2 separate regions of the Mus musculus genome follow, and region 2 is linked to region 1. The links are chromatin contacts, called in public HiCAR-type maps. All regions are on one chromosome and are shown on one strand. The core of a region is the stretch at or near the end of the contact, and the rest is flanking DNA. Distances in the headings are between cores, read along the strand shown. Region 1 holds the start of Med21 (mediator complex subunit 21). Region 2 holds the start of Sinhcaf (SIN3-HDAC complex associated factor).

The links. HiCAR-type assays count read pairs that join an accessible place to other places.
Region 2: a contact with region 1 is called in a HiCAR-type map of astrocytes, with 6 times the contacts expected there. The contact joins the promoter of Sinhcaf here to the promoter of Med21 in region 1. A contact is called at or near these places in 2 of 39 promoter capture datasets (frontonasal cranial neural crest and pre-B cells), 2 of 115 datasets of contacts at active chromatin or transcription factors (astrocytes and extraembryonic endoderm stem cells) and 1 of 9 other capture datasets (liver).

What each region holds. Positions count from the first base shown.
Region 1 is chr6:146,637,969-146,645,191 of GRCm38.p6, reverse strand. It overlaps Med21 (mediator complex subunit 21), which reads right to left and starts at 2,613. Exons shown (of 4, transcript NM_025315.3): 1 at 2,540-2,613. The coding sequence starts at 2,581.
Region 2 is chr6:148,943,841-148,951,063 of GRCm38.p6, reverse strand. Sinhcaf (SIN3-HDAC complex associated factor) reads left to right here and starts at 4,594. Exons shown (of 6, transcript NM_019643.4): 1 at 4,594-4,772. It overlaps 3010003L21Rik (RIKEN cDNA 3010003L21 gene), which reads right to left and starts at 6,207. Exons shown (of 2, transcript NR_144294.1): 1 at 4,644-6,207; 2 at 3,935-4,127. RefSeq lists a cis regulatory region at 4,410-4,416 and an enhancer at 4,397-4,431.

The DNA of each region.
Region 1 (7,223 bases), core at 1,364-3,863:
TCTGTCAGTTTGAGGCCATCCTGGAGTATGTGGACAGTTCTAGGCCAGCCAGAGTTACATAAGATTCTGCCTCAAAAGAAGCAAAACTAAAAAGCATTGCATTTAAGTAATTTGAGAATATAAGTTCACACCATTCACAAACTAAACATATGTTCTCACTAGTCCTAACCCCTGAAGCCTCATTTAGTATTTCCAATCAATAAACATTTCTATTGTTTTGCTGTCATTATTTCAATGTAAAATTCTGAATTGTCATTGAAAAGCTAACCTGGTTGGCTTTCTAAGTTGCAGTGTTCTATTTAGCAGCACTGTCATAAGAAAGAAAAATATAAATGAAGCTTACTCAATACAGCAGCTAGTGTTCTGTCTTGTAAATTCATTCAAGACCCATTATTAATCTGTTCAAAAATATTTATTGAAAAACCAACTCCATGACAAGTACTGTATATATTATAGAAATGAACATGGAGTTTCCAGATGGCAGAACAAATGTTAATATTGCTCTGTGTTCCAATCTACTTTAGCTCTTAAGAGCTGAAAACAATCCACTGTAACTCCCTAGCCACATATGGGGTTTGTTTGCATCATCTAAAAGTCTCTTGAGTTTATGACATCTTTCTAAGCTCCTAGAATAGTTCTTTGTAAACACATTCCCTGTAGACACAGTAGGCATACATATTAACTCAATTATCAGTACTCCTAAGACTATATCGTATCCTTAACATCCTAACTATAGGACCTACATGAATATGCATACTTAGGAGATGAGCTTCTACACAGCATTATTAAGATTTGTAAAACCAAAAAAATTTAAATTAAAACAAGAAAGACTTGTAAAATTACAAAAGTATTTTCTTGGGAGAGGTTGGCTGGCAGCCCAGGGAATCTTTGCAAAACAGAATGTACCTTGGTGACTTCATCAACATTTAAGAGATAGCCCCTCAACTTTAAAACTACTTTATTTACACAGAATAGACTAGTCTTCCCACTAGTAGATACACAATTTCAATGTACTCTCAAAAATGATGAATTACCAAGAAGCCTTGTTATAACATTCCTGTTTAAAAAACACTGTCCAGAGAACTAGGTATTTAGATTTTTTTTTTCAGCAGGCATATACTGTGTAGGCTCTTCTACATCAAACTACAACCAGAATGACACTAAGAGATTTTAATTACCAATGGAAAACTGTTGCACTATTTTTGTTGTTGTTGTTTTGGTTTGGTTTTTTTTTTTCGAGACAGGGTTTCTCTGTGTAGCCCTGGCTCTCCTGGAACTCACTCTGTAGACCAGGTGGCCTTGAATTCAGAAATCCGCCTGCCTCTGCCTCCCAAGTGCTGGGATTACAGGAATTAAAGATGTGGGTCACCATTCCAGGCTCAGTATTTAGTTTTCCATTCATGTACAATTAAGCCAGAATAACAGCCAGAGGCGACAAAGTTAGAGAAGCTAGCAGTTTTCAGGAGCTTTTGTTGTAGATTTTGATTACTGGGCTGTTTTTTTTTTTTGTTTTTAACGCCAATCTGGTCTCCACAGTGTGCAGGTCAGCCAGAGCTACACAGTGAGACCATCTCAAAACAAAACAAAAATCCCTCTTGTGTACATTCACTGTTCTGTGGTACTGTGCTGTAAGAGCTTCACTCCACCTATAAGAGCCTCTTAGGGAAGATCGTAAAGCAGACTTAAACAAATGCAAAGAAACGGAGAGGCCAGGATCTGGCCTCTTCTAGACGTTACTCTCCAACCATTGGTGCTGGAGTCGCCAAGAGCGGAGGGAGGAGTGAAGGCCTACAGAAAGCAAGGCAAGCTCACGCCCTGGTCACTCATACACCAACCTACAAACACTCAACACTTTGTTGTGGTCTTTTGTGTTTTGTTTTCTGAGATGGGCTATCAAACTGGAGCTCAGGCTGGCCCGGAGCTCGCTGCAATCCTCCTGTCTCAGCCTCAGAGGTGGAATCACAGGAGAAATCCGTTTGGCAGGTTGAAATTGAAACGCGAGGGAGGGATACACACAAAAGTGCTTAGGCGTGTGCTGCCCCACAAAGGAAGTTCTAGAAGCATCCCTGGAACTTGAGTACTCGCTTCCTGGCTACCTGGCCGCAGACCTTGAGTCTCCTCAGGAGAGGCCGTCGTCGGGTCCCCTCCTTATTAGCGGCCACTCGTTCCCTTCCTCAAGTTCGCACCTCACCAGAGGCCCCGGGTCCCATGGCTCTCAGGAGAGACTGGCAGGTCCCACATCCTCTCAGGAGAGACCCCCGGGTCCCACCTCCCTTAGGAGAGACTGGCGGCTCCGACCTCCCCTCAGGACAGGCCCCCGGGTCCCGCCTCCCCTCAGGACAAGCCGCCCGGCCCGGTCTCCCCTCAGGACAGGCCCGTCTCCTCAGACCCCGCCCTGTGGACTACGTGAGACCCAGGCCTCACGGGGTGCGCCGCCCGCGGCGACCTCAATCTGCGCGCTCCCCGGGGCCTTGCCTCGCCCCTTCCTCCTCTCTCCGCGTCAGGAAAGCAAGGCTGGCGAGCAGAGGAAAGCCCTCACCGAGTTCACAGCGTCCTGCAGCTGAGTGAGTCTATCCGCCATGTTCACCACGCACGCAAGGGTGCGCAAAAGCTGCTAGAGCGCGAGCGATTGGCCAATTTATGACGCCTCCGGACCAATCACAGGCCTTCCTCCTTGAGGGGCGTGGTTAAGGAAGCATGCTGCCGGGGAGGGGCGGGGCCAGCCTGCGGGCCTGCTGACGTCAGGCGGGTGGGATCCAGGGCTGGTGTGGGGGAGGAGGGACGCGTGCAGGCTGAGCTGCTACGGGTTCGCGTTTACGCTGGACCGAGCCTGTGAAGGGAAGGTGCTTCCTCCATTCTGTCTGTTAGCTCTGACGAGGCTATGCCTCACGGTGTAGTCCTGGCTGGCCTGGAATGTGTTTTGTTTGTGAGGGGTTTTGTTTTTGTTCGTTCGTTTCTTTGTTTTGTTTATCTGGAACACTTGTTTTCCTTTGCTTTTACTTTGCAGGTATACCACAAAGCATACTCGCAGCCCGCCATTCACAACATTTAAATTCGAGAAATTAACATTCTCCAGGAAATCAAAATGGCTAGAAAAGGGTGGCTAATTAGTTTGGGGCAGGAGGTGCTTACCCAACTGGAGACTAGATTAGTGCTTTAATTCTGAGTGGGAGTGCCTGGGGGAAATGGAAAGCATTAAACAGCTCTGTGATGAGGAACGGGTGATAAGTAAAGTGAAAAGGAGGAAGAAGAGCATTTGAAGGTAGGAGGTGCAAACTCTGTAGACCAGGCTGGCCTCGAACGCAGAAATCTGCCTGCCTCTGCCTTCCAAGTGCTGGGATTAAAGGTGTGCGCCACCACGCCCGGTCTAGGCAGGTTCGATCTTAAGAAAGATCAGCTTCAGAATGTAAATTTAGAACTGGGGCTTCCTGACAGTTTTCCGTGTGAAGGGTGATAGCAGAAAGGTCATTTCTGTTAGCCTGGGGATATTCTGATGGGAAGTGAGTCCTGAATCTGCAAATACCTGGTTTGTGGAACTCAGACAAACTGTTTATCATAGTTTCCAAGATGATCATTTCTGGAGTTGGAGGTGGGTGGGTATGTGAGCCTGTTTTTTGTTGCTACAACTGAATAGCACAGACAAGCAATTACAAAGAACGTTTACTCCCTACAGTGTTCTGGAGGCTGGGAAGTCCACTATCAAGGTGGACTGTCATCGTGAGAGAGCCTTCTTGGTGAATCCTAACAGAGGAGGACATAACAGATGAGGAGGTTGGGAGGTATCCACCAGAGAAGACTCCTCAGATGTGGTTTAAGCCAACAGATAGTCATGATTAGCCAGCCATCGACTATACTGGGTATTCAGGATCCCAGCCTTCCTCAGGGTGAACTTTCTAGCACAAAATTCGTATCTTGAGTTGACATGACTCAGTTAACAAAAATAGTTGGGTAGAAGTGTAACTACAGAAACCAAAAAGCAAGGTTAGTACATTTACAGACTTTCCCAGAACTATGGACTTTGATATGGACTTTTATTTTCGTTTTGGCAGGTGGTGCTGCCTACATCCTCAGTTTTATGATACTTCATCGTAGAGTAAGTTGTGCTAAAATCCGGGCCTGTTACAAGGCAGGGCAAGAGAGCACACGTCAATCACATTATAGCCCATCAACATGAATGGGCCCTTAAGGGGACCTGAAGATCCCAGTCACTTTCCAAAGGTCTCAAATCCTAGTAACACATGACTTTGGGATTTAAAATTCTAGTAGATGGAATGGCATTTTGAAATCGAGGAAATAATTTTGAGGATCTCAGCTTCTGGGATATTTTTTCCCACTCGTCTATAGGAAGTTCCACTTGTGTTTCACATCTGTCTTCATTTCCACCAACAGTGTACTTTACCACTGTGGTCAAACTGGGAACCTCCACAGGTCTTGCACTTCCTCTTACAAATGAAATTGACAGTTAGGTTTGGTAGCACTTGCCTTTAATCCCGGTACTTGTATCTCTGAGTTTGAGACTAGCCTATTCTATACATCACGTTCCAGGGCAGCCAGAGCTACATAGTGAGACCATGTCTAAAAAAACCCCAAAAATCTGGATGGGTTAGTGCACATCTTGCACACAGACATACACACAGACAAAACTCCCCTATATAAAATAAATTTAAAAAATTTCTCTACACAAAAGCAAAAAAATAAAAGAGCAGACAGAAAAGAATGAAAACATTTTAAAATTATTTATTGTGTGTGTGCATTATGTTTGTGTGTGTGATATGTATGTGTGTATATGTCACAACGTGCATGTGAAGGTCGTAGAACATTGTAGAATTGTTCTCTATTATAGGTGAGTCTTAGGGATTGGACTTGGGTTGTCAGGCTTGTTCTGCAAACACCTTTACATGCTGAGCACCCGTGCCATCTTGGTTAAACACTTCTGAAAGAACACTTAAAACAGATGGTTACTGATAGGCTGCAACTTATCCCACTTGGTAAAGAGTCTGAGGTTGCCAGCCCCATAGAAGAGAGCTGCCTGAAGTACAGGAGCCACCTCAAGACATCCTATGCTGCAATGGGGCCTCCTCAAGACAACCCATGCTGCAATGGGGCCTCCTCAAGACATCCCATGCTGCAATGGGGCCTCCTCAAGACATCCCATGCTGCAATGGGGCCTCCTCAAGACAACCCATGCTGCAATGGGGCCACCTCAAGACATCCCATGCTGCAATGGGGCCTCCTCAAGACAACCCATGCTGCAATGGGGTCACCTCAAGACAACCCATGCTGCAATCCCAAGATTCTTAGCCAAAATTTACTCATGTCCCTGAGCCTTCTGCCAGGTCCACCTACTTCAGCCAAAGCCCCCAACCACTGGACTTATCTGTGGACTGTTTGAAGAGTCCTGTTAAAGCAATGAGTCTGTGTTAGCTTTTTGATAGTGTAGTATGACTTGAGATAATCAACCAGTCAACAAAAGATATCTTACTAGTGCCTTTGGAGGCTGTCGCCTGTTATTGATTAGCCTTGTTACATTAGGTCAGCACCAGCAGATCATATGGTGGAACTCAGTTTATGACCAGGACAAACAAGGAGAGAGACGAGAGGCCAGAACTCCATTATCCCTTCAAGGGTCACCCCAGTCACATAAGGTGGTCTCTCCTAGAATATACCTCTTAAAGTTTTGGTTACCTTCCAGTAGTAACATTTGGGAACAAGTCTGTAGAATGTGGGCCTAATATCCAAAGTGTAGTCAGAGCCTTTCCTCCAGACAAGTCTCAAATGTTTGCATACATTTTTGTTTGCTTGTTTGTCTTCTGAAACAGGGTTTTCTCTTTGTAGCCCTGGCTGTCCTGGAACCTGCTCTGTAGACCAAGCTATCCTAGACCCTAGAGATCCTCCTGCCTCTGCCTCCCAAGTGTTGGGATTAAAGGCATATACCACCACTGTCTGGCCAAATGTTTGCATACATTTTTAAATGGAAATAATTAGCTTCCTGAAGCTGTGGAGATCTCTGAGGCTGAACAGACAACCTAGCCAAATGGATGAGCCCCAGATCCGTGGGGGACTACATCCTAAACAATAAAAACAAAACAAAAAAACGGCTGGATGGGTGATGGCACATGCCTTTAATACCAGCACTTGGGAGGCAGAAGCAGGCAGAGCTCTGTGAGTTTGAGGCCAGCCTGGCCTACAGAGCGAGTTCCAGGACAGCCAAGGCTACATACAGAAACCCTGTCTTGAAAAAACAAAAACAAATTAAAAACCAACAGAGATTCCCGAGGAACAACACCAAGATTCACCACCAGCTTTAATGCACATGTGCACCTACACACACTGGCACATGTGCACCTACACACACGGGCACATGTGCACATACACACATGGGCACATGTGCACCTACACACACAAGCACTCACAGTTTTAAAAACAAACATTCTTATACAAGGACATGAGCCCATACACTGTTCCCCTCAGAGTGACACTTCAGTCACCACTTTTTATTAACCGTTTTGGCCACGGACTACTGTTTCAAAATGCCTGATGTAACTTTCCTAATTTTGTCTCTACTAACTTCCCCTTGCCTCGGCCGCCTTTTGGACTAAGCTCTGAGTTTAGCACAGCTCATGCAGAGTTCTGTTCCTGTGACTATGCTCTGTTCTTCACAAAGAAACAGCAGTCTTTTCAGAACCTCTGGGTCTTGTTTAGACAGACAATGCATTTTTATAATCAAGCATTAAAAATCATGTGTATCTCTTAAAATCATATTTTCTTATTCAATAGACACAAATCCTACATATAGCATTTTAATATAGAAATGTGCAGAGAAATGCCATCAATTCAGTCACTTGTTAGTATTTTAAATATTGGTTACATATGATAGCTATACATACATACTTGAATCCTATCTTTCTGTGAATTTAACCATAAATGCATATTTTTAAAGGATGTGTACATTGCTTCACAATTGCCCTTTCCTAAACCTTTCAAATGAGTCAGTTACTTTCTGAAACATTACCAAGGGCAGCACAGGACTCTACTAGATGGCTATTCGCTGTTATCAGGTTAGGGCCTAAAGTCAGACACGTGTCTTTTGTTACAGACAACAGCTTGAACATTTCTTGACACTGATTTAAAATTTCATTTTTACATTTTATTTACTTACTTATTTATTTTTTTATGTGCGTGTGTGTTGGGGGTACACACCACAGAAGAAGTCAGAGGCAACC
Region 2 (7,223 bases), core at 3,345-5,844, 2.3 Mb before region 1:
TACCCTGGTCTGGGCCTTTTCACTTCCCCAGGGGTCTCTCCTTCCAGATATCCTTTTTTAAAGAGCTTCCCCTGCTGCTCCTCCTATTGTCCATTCTCTCACTGATAGCCCTGGCAGCCAGCCACATTAAGTCTGTTTCTCTTACTCTTGACCGCTGGCCATTTTCACTATTCTTTCTCTCGTTATTATCTATCTTCTTGCTATGGCCACTACTCTCCCTCCTCCTATGATCTCTCCTGCTCTCCTGCTCCTTAGCATTGGCAATATTCAGTCTGCTTTTTCTCTCTGCTCTGGACTCTCTTTTACTTGCCACAAACACCTTTGCCTTAACCATATCATGGGGCAGTCATGTTGGCAAGCTCTTTACTGTGGCCCCTAACATACATGGGCCACTTGTGTGGCTGGTGCTCAGGGAGGCCTGAAGAGGGTACAAAGTTCTGAGGCACAGTGTGGATGCAGGGAACCAAAGCTCTGAAAGAGCTTTAAAGTAGTGATAACTGCTAAGCCATCTCTCCTGCACAAGTGTACATTTTTAAAAATTATTTATTTATTTTATGTATATAAGTACACATCAGAATAGGGCATCAGACCCCAGGACCTCTGAAAGAACAGTCAGTGCTCTTACAGCTGAGCCATCTCTCCAGTCCCATCCAAGCTTATATTCTTTTGTCATTTGGGTTTACAAAAACAGTTGATAGTGACACATCATTTAACAGACGTTTGTTAGGCATCTGTGGTGATGAACACTGATCGTCAATTTGACAGACAAGGAATGAGAAGGTTGTAGTTTCTCACTCACCAACCACTGAACACTGAACATGGAAGACACTGAAGTAGCTCCCTAACTGCTGACAGACCAGCCTGACTCCATCTTAAGATTAAAAGCCATCTTATTAGAAGGTCAAGATAAGTTTATTCCCATTTTCTGTAAAGCTTGGGTTTGACCATGTCTTGACCTATTTTCTGGAATTTGACATGTTCCACACCCTTTACCTAACCTCTTACCATGATAGGATAAGAAGCTTTGCTAAATAATTTTGATTTGTTCTGCCAAGTTCCTATGTAACCAAAAACCTTTGAAAACCCCTAGCCTTGCAGTCTAGGGATTCATATAAACCCTCTCTTCTCCTGTGTTCCATGCTATTTTCCCAAACCCTGCTTTAGGGACATAGGCCTGTCTGACAGAAAATAAAGCTTAACATAATTTGACAAAAAATTTGGGTAAAATGCTCTTTACTCTTATCTGGTTGGATTGATACTACCAAGTTTTATTTTATACATAAATGAGAAAGAGTTGGCATCTCTACTAGAGGGTCCCTGAGATGATGTTAGGCAAGGAGAGATAAAACATATGGACACACAAGGAACAAAGCTCAGCATAGAGAAAAGTTCTGATCCATAAACACCAGATATATAGTTTATAGGGCTGGAGATATGGTTCTGTGGTTAGGAGCATGTACCCACTCCGAAAGAACAGTTTGTTTCTCCGAACTAGTGTTGGGTGGTTCAAAACCATCTCTAAGCCCAGGTCCAGGGCATTTAATCCTTTCTCCTAGCCTCTTAGGCAACTGCATTCAAATGTACATACTCATGCAAAGACATACACAAGCACATATTTAACAGTAAATGGAAAAATAATCTTTAAAAATATAAAAAAACAGTTTGTAAAAATTTAAAGAGTAGCTGGGCAGTGGCGACACATGTCTTGAGACCCAGCACTTGGGAGGCAGAGGTAGGTGGATCTCTAAGTTTGAGGCCAGCCTGGTCTACAAAGTGAGTTCCAGGACAGCCAGCTACATAGAGAAACTCTGTCTCAAAACAAAACAAAACAAAACAAAACAAAACAAAAAAAAAACCAGCAAACAATAACAAAATTCAGAGTGCAAAATAAATGTCACTTACAGCTTGTGCTGACTGGTTTTGTGTGACACAAGCAGAGAGAAAGGAGCCTTGGTTAAAGAAATGAGGAGATCCAGTTGTAAGGCTTTTTTATTTTATTTTATTTTTTCAAATGTGATCAGTGGGGGAGGGCCCAGTTCATTTGGGTGGAGACACTCTTGGGTTGTTGGTCTTGGGTTCTATAAGAAAGCAGGCTATGTGAAGCAAGCCAGTAAGCAGCATCCTTCTACTGCCTGTGCTTCTTATCTTATTTTTGAGATAGGATATCACTATGTAGTCTTGGCTGGCTGGACTGGAACTTGCTTTGTAGACCAGGCTGGCTTTAAACTCACAGAGATCCATCTGCCTCAGCCTCTAGAGTGCTAGAACTCCAAGTGTGTACCATTATACCTACACTAAAGTATTATCTTTACTTGACAGCAGTGGTTTGGGGAGAATGCAGGCATTTCCTATGATGTAAACAATACTGTACCTAATAGTGTCAAATTATTTGTCTTGCTTTGATTCCTTGCTAGTTGCACATTATAGTAACTTAAGTAGCAAAATAGTGTAATTGTTTTGTGTGAGGTTATAAAGTCTTTAGTTTTTGTTTTTTGTTTTTTGTTTTTTTTTTGGTTTTTTTGAGACAGGGTTTCTCTGTATAGCCCTGGCTGTCCTGGAACTCACTTTTTTAGACCAGGCTGGCCTCGAACTCAGAAATCTGCCTGCCTCTGCCTCCCTGAGTGCTGGGATTAAAGGCGTGTGCCACCAAGGCTGGCTGGAAAAAAAATTCTTTTTTTTTTTTTTTTTTTTTTTTTTTTTTTTTTTTTTAAACTTTTTTTTTTTTTTTAAGATTTATTTATTTATTATATGTAAGTACACAGTAGCTGTCTTCAGACCCTCCAGAAGAGGGAGTCAGATCTCATTAGGGATGGTTGTGAGCCACCATGTGGTTGCTGGGATTTGAACTTCGGACCTTCGGAAGAGCAGTCGGGTGCTCTTACCCACTGAGCCATCTCACCAGCCCGGAAAAAAAATTCTTAAAGCTGTAAAATTTTATTACCTAAGGACAAAGATGTCAATTAAAGTTCACTATAAGCCCCCAAACTCCTTTTAGGTCAAATGCAAAAACTGTAAGGTATTTTAACTTGCAATAAACCAATAGGAAAATTTAAAAATTCAAGTATATTTTATAAGCAGTTACTAAGAATCCATCATGTGGTGAGCATTGTTTTAGGTGCCTGAATACAAACATAAGGGAAAAATCTTTGCCTTTAAGAGTTGTATTTTAGTGACAGTTGTCAGGTTTATTTATTTTACTCCTTTACAGGAAGAGTGTTACAGAACTTTAAAAAAAAAAAACGTTGAGGTCTTCACAAGTAGGTTTAAACTGTGTTTTAGGAATTGGCTATTGAATTAAAGTAGCATTTCAGAAATATTTGTTTGAATCTGCATACAGCAAAAGCAGTGAATCTTGTCTTTTTTTTTTTTGTTTGTTTTTATAGTTGGTTTCCATACTTTGCAGCAAAGGACCAGTATCAAGTTTTGGTGAAAAAACATTCTCTTTCCTACCTATCCTCCCAGGATCACTGAACCAGGTGTTATGGGTCGCTGGGCTTAAGGAGTATCACAATTATATTTTCATTTCTTACTTTTTCATCTGAAAAGTTACTTAAGCGTCTTCCTCCTTTTTCCTCCCTCCTCATTGTCTGGAACCTCCCTATTCTTTGTTTTCTCTAGATTACTCCCTTTCTTCTACAATCACCTCCCTTTTAGGTTTTCTTTAGAAACATTTTGATGTTCGATTATCGTATATTCCACAAGGAATAGTGTGTATTTTGCTTCCACTTTCTCCCCTCACAAGTGGTTTTTCTGGGCAGAGGAGCTCTTCACGGCTGGAGGATTTGTGTGTTTTCAGAAAGTGGCACCATTCCCACGGTAATTACCACCATGAAATTCGCAGAGGCTTGAAAACTTCAGTTCAAGTGAGCAAAGCAAAACCACTCAGTTATGGGTTGGGTCATGTTTGAGAGGGACAAGACGGAATTACTGAATGGACCATTTCAAAATGCGACTTTATTAAACAATTTATCATCAAAGCCCCAAAGAACGAAAACTCTGTTGGAGAATTGAAATTTTAATTTGTGTGTGCATGTGGTGCGCGGGGCGAATTTGCAGAAGTTGGTTATTGCCTTCAGGTGATCAGACTTGAAAGTACCAGTTGAGCAGTCTCACAAGCCAGGCAGGCCCTGAAAGACAAAATGTAAAGCTCACCTTCAAACAGAGTTTAGGAAAGGCAGGAACAAGTACAAACTGAGTGGTTCCACGACAACTTTCTCTGCCACCTCAAGCCAGAAACTGGGCATAGGTGCGCGAATGCTGCAAAAGCAGCTTCCAGAACTTTCCAAGCTCAGTAGCTTCCTAAGGGGTGCCATTCGGTGAGGACAACGCTCACCTTTACACCTTTCGCGTCCTGCCACGCCCCCGCGTCGCCTCCTTTTCCCCCGGGGGCTGGGGAGGGCGTTTGTTTACGTGACGTTGCGGAGTAGGCAGGACCCGCCCCCGTCCCCGCGGGCCGCCGCGTTTCCCGCGCCTCGCCGCTTCTCCCCTTAAAAGGACAATAGAGGCCGCGGGAACGCGCGCGGACGCCCTGCCCTCTCCCCGCCCAGCCCGCGGCGCGCACGCGCCCGTATGCAAATCAGCTCGATTCAAGAGAATTTGGTCCCGGGAGCCGCGCCTGCGCAGAGGGAAAGCGGAATCTATACCTCCGTTCGCGGTAGCAACTGAAGAACTGCTGGAGACAATCTTTCTGGACTCGGCGCTGGCGGAGGGAGTGCTTGCAGGAGGTTGGCCTGGTGCAGTTTGCACCGTGGGGACGCTGCTGCGCGTGGAAGGTGAGTGATTCTAGTCCGGACATCGGTGCAAAACTGTCTCCGAGGTTTTGTTTTCTGTGATTTTTTTTTTTTCTTTCCTCCCTTTACCTCCCCCGCCTCCTCCGTCCTTCCCATACACAAACACACAGGAAGTTTTGTCTTGGAGATGGCATTGCGGGGAGCGCTGCCCTCGTGCTCTCCGGACTCCAGATTCTTTTGTACAGAGGCGTTGGAGATGCGCTTCTTAATTGAGGAGGATATTTGAGGTAAACCGAAAGTCAGGGTGTGGGGAAAGTGAGTGCAGCGTGGAAACGAACGAGCTGCGGCGGACTTGCATCCACGCTGAAAGTGACAATGACTTTTCTAGGTCGTAGTGTTTCCTGCAGACCCGGAGAGCAGGGTCGGGGTCGCAGATCCCGTGTGGGCTCTGCTCTGGCCAGGGGCTTGGGCTCCGCGTGCACCCGCGTGTTGCGCTACCCCGGCGCTCGCGACGGTGTTTGCACGCGGGTGAACAACAAAGCCGGAGCTCGGAAACTAACTTGCCAGTTCCTGGAGCCGGCGGCCACACAGGCTGAAGGCAGCTGGTGAGGGCCAGCGCCGGGATGGCGCGACGCACGCGGCGTGGCGTTGTTGGAGAAGTCCGCAGGGACGCGGCTGCGACAATGAGCGCGCAGCACGCGGTCTTTGCACTCGGCCGGTGCCGAGTGGTCTCTGCAGCCCAAAGTTCGCTGTCCGTCTGGTCACCTGTAGCGTGGGTGCGGGCGACACGGGAGGGGTGGCCGTGGCCCGCGGCACCAAACAGTGCGGATGAAGGCGGCGGCGCGGTCCGCTGCTTGAGGCACCCAACTCTTTTTTTTTTTTTTTTTTTCCCTTTTTGTTGTGTGTGCTTCACCTGACAAGCCACGTGCTTAGGGCCGCGACCGTGCTACATCTCAGTGTCCAGCTCGGAGTGAGCCGCGGGCTGCGGTCGCCGTCGGGGCTGTCGGGAGCAGGACAATGTGATTTCCTGGTGATGGCGTCTTGCCAGTTTCCAAAGCACAGCGAAAGTCGCCAACTCGCAGCATATGCACGGCGGCGGGGACCTCTGGGCGTTTCTCATCCGGGACTCCGCAAAAGTTTGGCCCCAGGGACCAGTGGCTCAGGATACCCGAGCTCGCGTGGGTCCCCGGGCGCGGGTCCGGGTCGCCCCGACGTCGCCGATGCCGCCGGACAACAAAGGGCCGCGTGTGCCCGAGCGGCGCGGGCCGGGCGGGGCGCGGGGCGGCTTTTGTCCCTTAGGTCCTCTCGGAAACTTCAGCGGCGGCTCAGCGAGGCTGTGTCCGTGGGGGCGCCTCGGCCTGCGGGTCACCCATGCGGAGCGACGGAGCGCTGCTCGGCGGGACGCACGCGTGGCCGGGGCTCCGAGGCACGGGAGGCCGCGTCTGGGAGGTCCGTGCATCCGCCTTTGAAGTGGAACTGTTGCCATGTTTGAATTACGTCAGGCCGAGCGTGCGGAGCGGCCCGGGAGCAGAGGCGCGGCCTTCGGGCGGCGCCGGCGGGGCGCGGGCCGTTGTTCCAGCGCAGGTGAGGGCGGCGGATGGCGCGTGGTGCCCGGGGACCCCGGAGCGCTGGGCTCCCTCCAGGAGTGGAGCTCCGCGCCCTACCCAGGACCTCCGACTACACGCGGGGAAGTTTCGGGGCGCCGGCTCTTGCCCCTCTTGGAAGTGGAGACTGAGGAACTGGGGGTGCGTGCAGCCTTTGTGTGTTTACACGTGGGGCGACCGGCGAGGCGCAGGGCAGGTTGGGTTGGGCGGCTTTTAAGACGGAGCAGTTCTGGTAACCAGCACCCCAGTCCGCCTCTTGTTATTTTTCTTCTCACCTTTCCTTATTGCAGGTGAAGAATGACTACGAGCCAGACGTGCACCGTGTCCCCCCTCCCCCTCCATGTTAGGAGTTCGTTTCAAGTAGGCTCTTGGTCTTCTCTTAATGCTTTCTAAAGAAGGATCCGGCAACTTTTTTAGTGAGAGGTGGACGTAAAACTTGTTTCTAGCAGTGTCCGGAAAACATCTGCTTTTGAACTGAAGTTTGTCAGACTTGAAAATCATTTTAATGGTTTTTGTGCTGCAAAACTGAACGCGAAAGTCTGGGGTTCGTTTTTTGAGTCCCCGCAAAGCATAAATGCATTTAAAGTATTCTGAGGATGTTTTGTGTTTTGACCTTAAAGTATGCAGGACTCAGATAAATCTTAGATAACCTTGAGAACTGCTGCATCTGGGGAGTAGGGCCTTTCCGAGATAAAGGATGCTGGGAGAAGTTGCCAGTGTAGGGAGCCCTTGCTAGTTTCACAATTCCTGGGAACTGGGACTGACCTTCTACTTACCCTCTTACACTTTTTTCAAGCTAACTTTTTGGTATGTGGCTCCAGGCATAGCTCAAAAATTATGCTCGTTTGACACATGGATGCTTCTTTGGTATTTGGGGTTTGCTTGCAGT